2 separate regions of the Arabidopsis thaliana genome follow, and region 2 is linked to region 1. Evidence: chromatin contacts called from public ChIA-PET data. All regions are on one chromosome and are shown on one strand. Each heading gives the region's core, a stretch centred on a gene start, on an enhancer-like site or on the middle of the called end of the contact. The rest is flanking DNA. Distances are from core to core; before and after follow the strand shown. Region 1 holds the start of SPD1 (P-loop containing nucleoside triphosphate hydrolases superfamily protein). Region 2 holds the start of CYP77A6 (cytochrome P450, family 77, subfamily A, polypeptide 6).

The links. ChIA-PET counts read pairs in DNA pulled down with a chosen protein or histone mark.
Region 2: an H3K4me3 ChIA-PET map of shoot shows a contact between it and region 1, with 11 read pairs. The contact joins the promoter of CYP77A6 here to the promoter of SPD1 in region 1. A contact is called at or near these places in 2 of 26 Hi-C or Micro-C datasets (leaf and shoot) and 1 of 2 datasets of contacts at active chromatin or transcription factors (shoot).

The regions. Positions count from the first base shown.
Region 1 is chr3:3,237,513-3,240,507 of TAIR10.1, reverse strand. It overlaps SPD1 (P-loop containing nucleoside triphosphate hydrolases superfamily protein), which reads right to left and starts at 1,512. Exons shown (of 9, transcript NM_111877.3): 1 at 725-1,512; 2 at 373-587; 3 at 131-281; 4 at 1-42. The coding sequence starts at 1,201. It overlaps SCPL49 (SERINE CARBOXYPEPTIDASE-LIKE 49), which reads left to right and starts at 2,241. Exons shown (of 9, transcript NM_111876.5): 1 at 2,241-2,782; 2 at 2,978-2,995. The coding sequence starts at 2,445. It overlaps AT3G10415 (a tRNA gene), which reads left to right and starts at 2,052; the gene lies at 2,052-2,141.
Region 2 is chr3:3,300,307-3,303,462 of TAIR10.1, reverse strand. CYP77A6 (cytochrome P450, family 77, subfamily A, polypeptide 6) reads right to left here and starts at 1,576. Exons shown (of 1, transcript NM_111893.4): 1 at 1-1,576. The coding sequence starts at 1,307. UNE9 (Cytochrome P450 superfamily protein) reads right to left here. Exons shown (of 1, transcript NM_111892.2): 1 at 1,759-3,156. The coding sequence ends at 1,980.

The DNA.
Region 1 (2,995 bases), core at 263-2,762:
GATTGTCTCAGGCATATGATTCTCAACCGCCTCAATCATAACCTGCATAAAGAACTTGTTAATACAGCAAGATCCTTTTGATTCCATCCTACACCATATTATTACAAGGTTATAAAGTTGCGAGACATACATCGTGCTGTAAATTCACATTTGGAACTTGCATCCGCCTGGCACGACCAATTCCAGAATGAGGAACATCACCATCACCTCCAATCTCATTTGACGTGTCAACAATCACTACACGTTTCCTGTGTTCATCAGCTAACATCCGTGCAATTTCTCTGTACAAAACAAACCAATCTTGTCATATACCATTTATCAATCACAGTTTTAACAGAAAGATCATCACATTATAAGTTCATATTGATGTACCTGATTAAAGTTGTTTTGCCAACTCCAGGAGATCCAATGACCAAGATGGATCCTCCTCCTTCAATCAAGTCTCTTATAATTTCTGCACTTCCAGAGACTACTCGACCCACTCGACATGTTAGACCAATTACTTGCAGTTTGCGATTACGTATAGCGCTTATACGATGCAAAGATCTGTCAATCCCGGATCGGTTATCATCCGAAAAATCACCAACCTAAATTCAAAACATTTTGATTCAGACACAGAAGAGACCATAATCAGTATAAGCAAGTCTTATCAGTCTTGAAGAACTGCAATAAGCTAAAACATTTGAGAAATTAGTTGCATGTCTTAGATCAGAGACACACATACCTTTGATACCGCAAGCTCCAGATCCTGGTGTGTCACAGGCTGCTCTGAGATCACCCAATCGCCGGAAGGGAATCTAGCAAGTGGCTTTCTCCCTAAATCCATCACTACTTCGATCAATTCCTCAATCGCCTCGTGCTTAACAAGCTCCTTCCTCGTCGCCGGAGGAAGAATCTCTAGGAAAGCGTCGAGCTCCACCGTAGGCGGAGCCGTCGTCGGTGACTTCCGTGATGAGATCGATGAATCAGATGACGGTGACCGAACATCGAAACTGAATCCATCAGATGGTCTCCGAACAGGAGACGGTGACGACGCCGGGGATTTCGATGAAGCGATTCTCTGACGCGCACCACGTGTCCGACGGAATGAGGAAGAGGAATCAGATGAAAAAGCGGTTGCGGTGGCTGAGATTAACCGGCGCGAAGCTTGCCAGGAGCTGTTGATGTCGATCAGAACTAGCCGCGAATTCAACGCCCTCATCACGATTAATTAATTATTTTTTTTAATTATGTACTTTCAAATAAAAAATGAATTAAATAAAAGATTCTGTCTTTTCGTTTTAGCTACTGGTGTGTATATCTGTCTGGAAAGCAGAAATGAAGAAGCTAAAAAGGAAAAGCTGAGGAGGAGAAGAGCTATGAAGCACAACGAAACGACAACGTTTTGAGTATTAGTTCTTTTTTCATTTCATTTTTTTGGAATATGATGATGCGTGAAGACTGAAACTAGTGGAAGATTCCAAAGGATCAAAGCATCTAATTACACAGAAACTGCATCTGTATAGAACAAAGTAGGGTCCATTGTAGAGGGAAAGATGATAACATAGCCGTTCAAGCAACTGGTTCACGTGGCGCCACGTGGAGAGTTGGACAATCTTGTTGACACGTGTCTGACTATGGAGCTACCGTTTATTGCCAATTCGTTTGGAACTCTTTGACAAATTTAGCCCAAAGTCGGAGTTGGTGTTTCTCGCACGGCAGATGCAAAAGTCGTCAACTTTTTAGCTCTGCAAATTGAGATTTGAACCAAAATTGCTGACTAAATTAAACCAAACAAAAACCAGACTAAATGAATGAAATACAAGTCAACCCAAACATTGTGTATCTACAACGACGGTTCCTTAATTTCTTGAGTCATCTTCGTTTTTTAGCCGAATGGGCTTTTAGGTGCTTTACAAATAGTGGTTTAGGATTGGGCCTTCTAATCAGAAACACACCTTGTAGAATATTACATTCACTATAAAATGTAAGGTTTACATTCACGTGAGGCCCATAAGTGTTTTTGTAATAATTAATTTAATATATAGTGTAAACTTAATATTAATATCAAACCGACCTTAGCTCAGTTGGTAGAGCGGAAGACTGTAATGGGTAATTCCAAAGAAATCTTTAGGTCGCTGGTTCGATTCCGGCAGGTTGAATATTTTTAACATTTTATTTCACTTTTAAATTATCTGGGACCCACACTCATCCATCTTTTGCTTCACATTCAACTCGCGTGCCTAACCGTCGATTACTACGCCAAACGTTATCTTTGTTGTAACGTAACAGATTCACCCACTATTTCTCATATTTCGCAAAATAGCCCCAACTTTCTCGGGCACGTATCGGAAGATATTTCTGTGATAGTTCCTGCCACGTGTACATTCTCTCCTCCCCCAAATTGTTGTATACAACAATCTCAGAAAAGGAAAAAAAAAGAAGCACAGTTGAAAGAACCAAAAATGGAGAAACTAACTTTTCTCAGCCTTCTCCTGCATTTCGTCGTCTTCATCGCTTCAACGATACCGTCTTCATCGTTCCTCTTGAATGATCGCACCTTTGAGAGATCGAACTTGCCGTCTACGCGCGCGGAGAAGCTGATCCGTGAGCTAAACCTTTTCCCGCAGCAGGATCTGAATGTGATCGATGTCGCTGATTTGCCTCTCACTGCTGCGGAGGGACCGGGGATTGTTGAACGGAAGTTCGTATTCCCGAATATACTTGCCGATGGTGGCCCTACTGTCGACGATTTAGGTCATCATGCTGGTTATTACAAGCTCCCGAAATCTCGTGGCGCAAGGTTTATATCTGACTTTAGATTTTGGTTCATAGGTATATAGAAGCTTGCAGCTAGCTCTTGACTAGGTTATGTTTGATTCGATTAGAACATTGGACTGTTGGTGACGTTTTTCTAATTGGAATCTCAAAGTAGTGGGAATAGATTATAAATGTTTGTTTGCTTTGTTTGTTGATTTGTTTGCTTGGTGTGTGTTAGCATGTTCTACTTCTTCTT
Region 2 (3,156 bases), core at 327-2,826, 63 kb before region 1:
TCCTCCTTACCCGAAATAAACCGATCCGGGTTAAATTTCTTCGGATCAGACCAAAGCTTTGGATCCTCATTTATTCCCGGAAGATAAAACTCAACGTTAATCCCAACGGGAACATCGTAACCGGCGACCGTCGTCGGCTCCGTGACGGAATGAGTCAACGTAAAGTATGTCGGAGGATGTTTCCGTAAAATCTCCTTAACAACGGCTTGTAAAAAGACCATTTTATCCACATCTTTTTCCTCAACCTCACGATCTCCAACCGTTGATTTAATCTCATCGTAGAGCCGAGATTGAATCTCAGGATTCACAATCAGTTGCGCTATACCCCACTCGATCGCCGTCCCCGTCGTATCCGTACCACCGTTAAGAAACTCAGAGCAGAGCGACACAAGCTCTTCATTAGACGGCGTCGTTATACGACCTTCGGTTTTAAGGTCAAAGAGTGTATCAAGATAAGAAAAAGACGACGCCGTTTTATCAGTCCCCGGCTTCTGAATCGCTCTCCGTCGTCTCTCGATGAGTTTAACGATGAAATCAACTTGTTCACAACGAACCTCGAGAGCTCTTGCTCTCTCCTTGGAATAAAACGGAGCAAGAATCGGGAGATAATCATCGAGTCTTGGATTGAGTGTGATCAACACTTTCTTCATCACTTGATCCATATTCAATATCGATTCTTCATCCATTTCGATTCCAAAACACATCTCCAAAAGAATACAAAACGCAGCGAATCTTGCGTTTCTTAGGACCCAAACAAGACCGTCGTTGTCTTTAGCTTCTGATTTGATCCTCTCGACGAGTTTATCCATTGCGGATTGTCTCAACGACCCGAATTCTCTGAACCGGATCGAGCTTAACATGTTCTGTACCATGTTCTTTCTCAGGGATCGCCATACTGGACCGTACGCTGAAGCGTTAACGGTGAAAGTGTTGGAGCTGAAGATGGTTCGGGTCGGATTCTCGGTGGGTCGGGTTGCGAACATTGGTCCACGTTGAATCAGAACGTCGTGGACGAGAGCTGAATCAGAGATTATGATCATTGTTCGACTTCCCATCCTCAACGTGTAGATAGGACCGTATTTTTTCCTTACATCGTCAACGTACTCGTAAAACTGCTTCCCGGAGCGCGCGAATTGGAAGAGGTTTCCAACCACCGGCCACCCCGGAGGACCTGGAGGAAGCTTCACGATCTTTGATTTAGCACTCCGGCGCGTGAGGATCAGTAGAACTAAACTGGATATAAGGATAGTGTAGAAGAGTGAAGGAGAGATGTTAAAGAAAGTGTGAGGAAACGAAAGGATAGACATTTTTAGCTTCTTGTTTTTCTTCTTCTTTTCACTGAGCTTTGTTTGTAGCTATGGAGGATTAAGAGTGGAAGGGAAAAGCAGAGGAAGGTATAAAAACAGAGCAGAGCATGATAATTTAGGTGAGGAGAATTTAAAGTAACCAGTTTTGCGATTGGTTTCATTTAATTTTATGAGGCTGAGTTTGGTATGCACAAGAAGTACGATGGAAATTTAAAGTCTTGTCTTTCATGACTAGTACAGTAGTTGTAATCGTGTAAATTGTTTGCTAACACACGGTAGTTATCTTCTAACGTGTGATTCTGCATGTCAACGTTTCTCAGTTAAGAAGATTATGTTTTTTTTTTCTTTTCTCAATGTTTTTGGCTTTAGCATCATAAATTGTAACAAACAAAATACTCATATCTCAAGTTTATTTTGTATTCTCCCATTTTTAGTGTTTAGCATGACAGTTGTTTTACCAAATTCTCATTCTAAGCTTTTATTACAAACATAGTTAAGTTTTTACCCTCAAAGATAACAGAATTCTAAAAGATTCTTAATGGAAAACATGACTTGAGTACCAATATGCTTCTTGTATTCATTTTTACATGAGAGTGTTTATCAGTTTATGCATGTATTCCATACAGCATTTATTCATTTTTAAAAGTTGGATATGCTACAAACCTGCGGCTTTCATTGTACCCTAGGTCTCACCATGGCCCTCAACGGCTTCTTCATCACAACCGCAAACACCAACTTCCCGGCAAAATCCATCTCGCTCTGCGGTGGATAGGCTAACCACTCGAACTCTTGAACCATCCTCGCTATCATCAAATGCACATGTACCGTCGCCATTCCCATCCCCGGACAGATCCTACGGCCAACACCAAAAGGCATCATCTTCACTCCAGCAACTCCTGTTATATCGGCGTCTTCCCGCCCTGATAAGAACCGGTCAGGGTCGAACTTTTTTGGCTCTGACCAGATCTTCGGGTCTTCACTAATTCCGGGAAGATAAAACTCAATGTTGACCCCGACAGGGATGTTATAGCCAGAGAGAGTCGTTGGTTCCGTTACACCGTGACTTAATGTAAAGTAAGTCGGTGGATGTCGCCGGAGAATCTCTTTGACTACAGCTTGTAACAAGACCATTTTGTCCACGTCTCTTTCATCGACCGCACGATCTCCAACCGTTGATTTAATCTCATCGTACAGTCGAGATTGAATCTCGGGATTCGCTATCAACTCTGCGATTCCCCACTCGATCGCCGCCCCAGTCGTGTCCGTACCGGCATTGAGAAACTCCGAACAGAGCGTTACAAGATCTTCATCAGACGGCGTCGTTTCACTTCCTTCGATGATTCTAAGATCAAAGAGTGTATCAAGATACGAGAAAGACGATACCGTTGCGGTCCGAATCGCCTTCCGTCGTTTCTCGATGAATCCGACGACGAAATCTACAAGTTCCCGACGAAGCTTAAGAGCACGATTTCTCTCATTGTAGTTAAACGGCGTTAAGATCGGAAGGTAATCGTGGAGTTTTGGATCAACGGCGTTTAATATCGCCGTCATCAACTGATCCATCTTCTCAATTGATTCCTCTTCCATCTCAACTCCAAAACAGATATCTAATAAAACACAAAACGCAGCGTATCTGCTGTTTTGCAGAACCCAGACGAGTCCATCGTTGTCTCTAGCTTCAGATTTGATTCTCTCGATGAGTTTATCCATGGCGGATTTTCTAACAGAACCAAACTCCTTGAGCCGATTCGAGCTAAGCATGTTCTGAACCATGTTCCGTCTCAATGACCTCCACACAGGTCCATACATAGCGGAATGAACTGTGATTTCACTGGAGCTGAAGATTTTC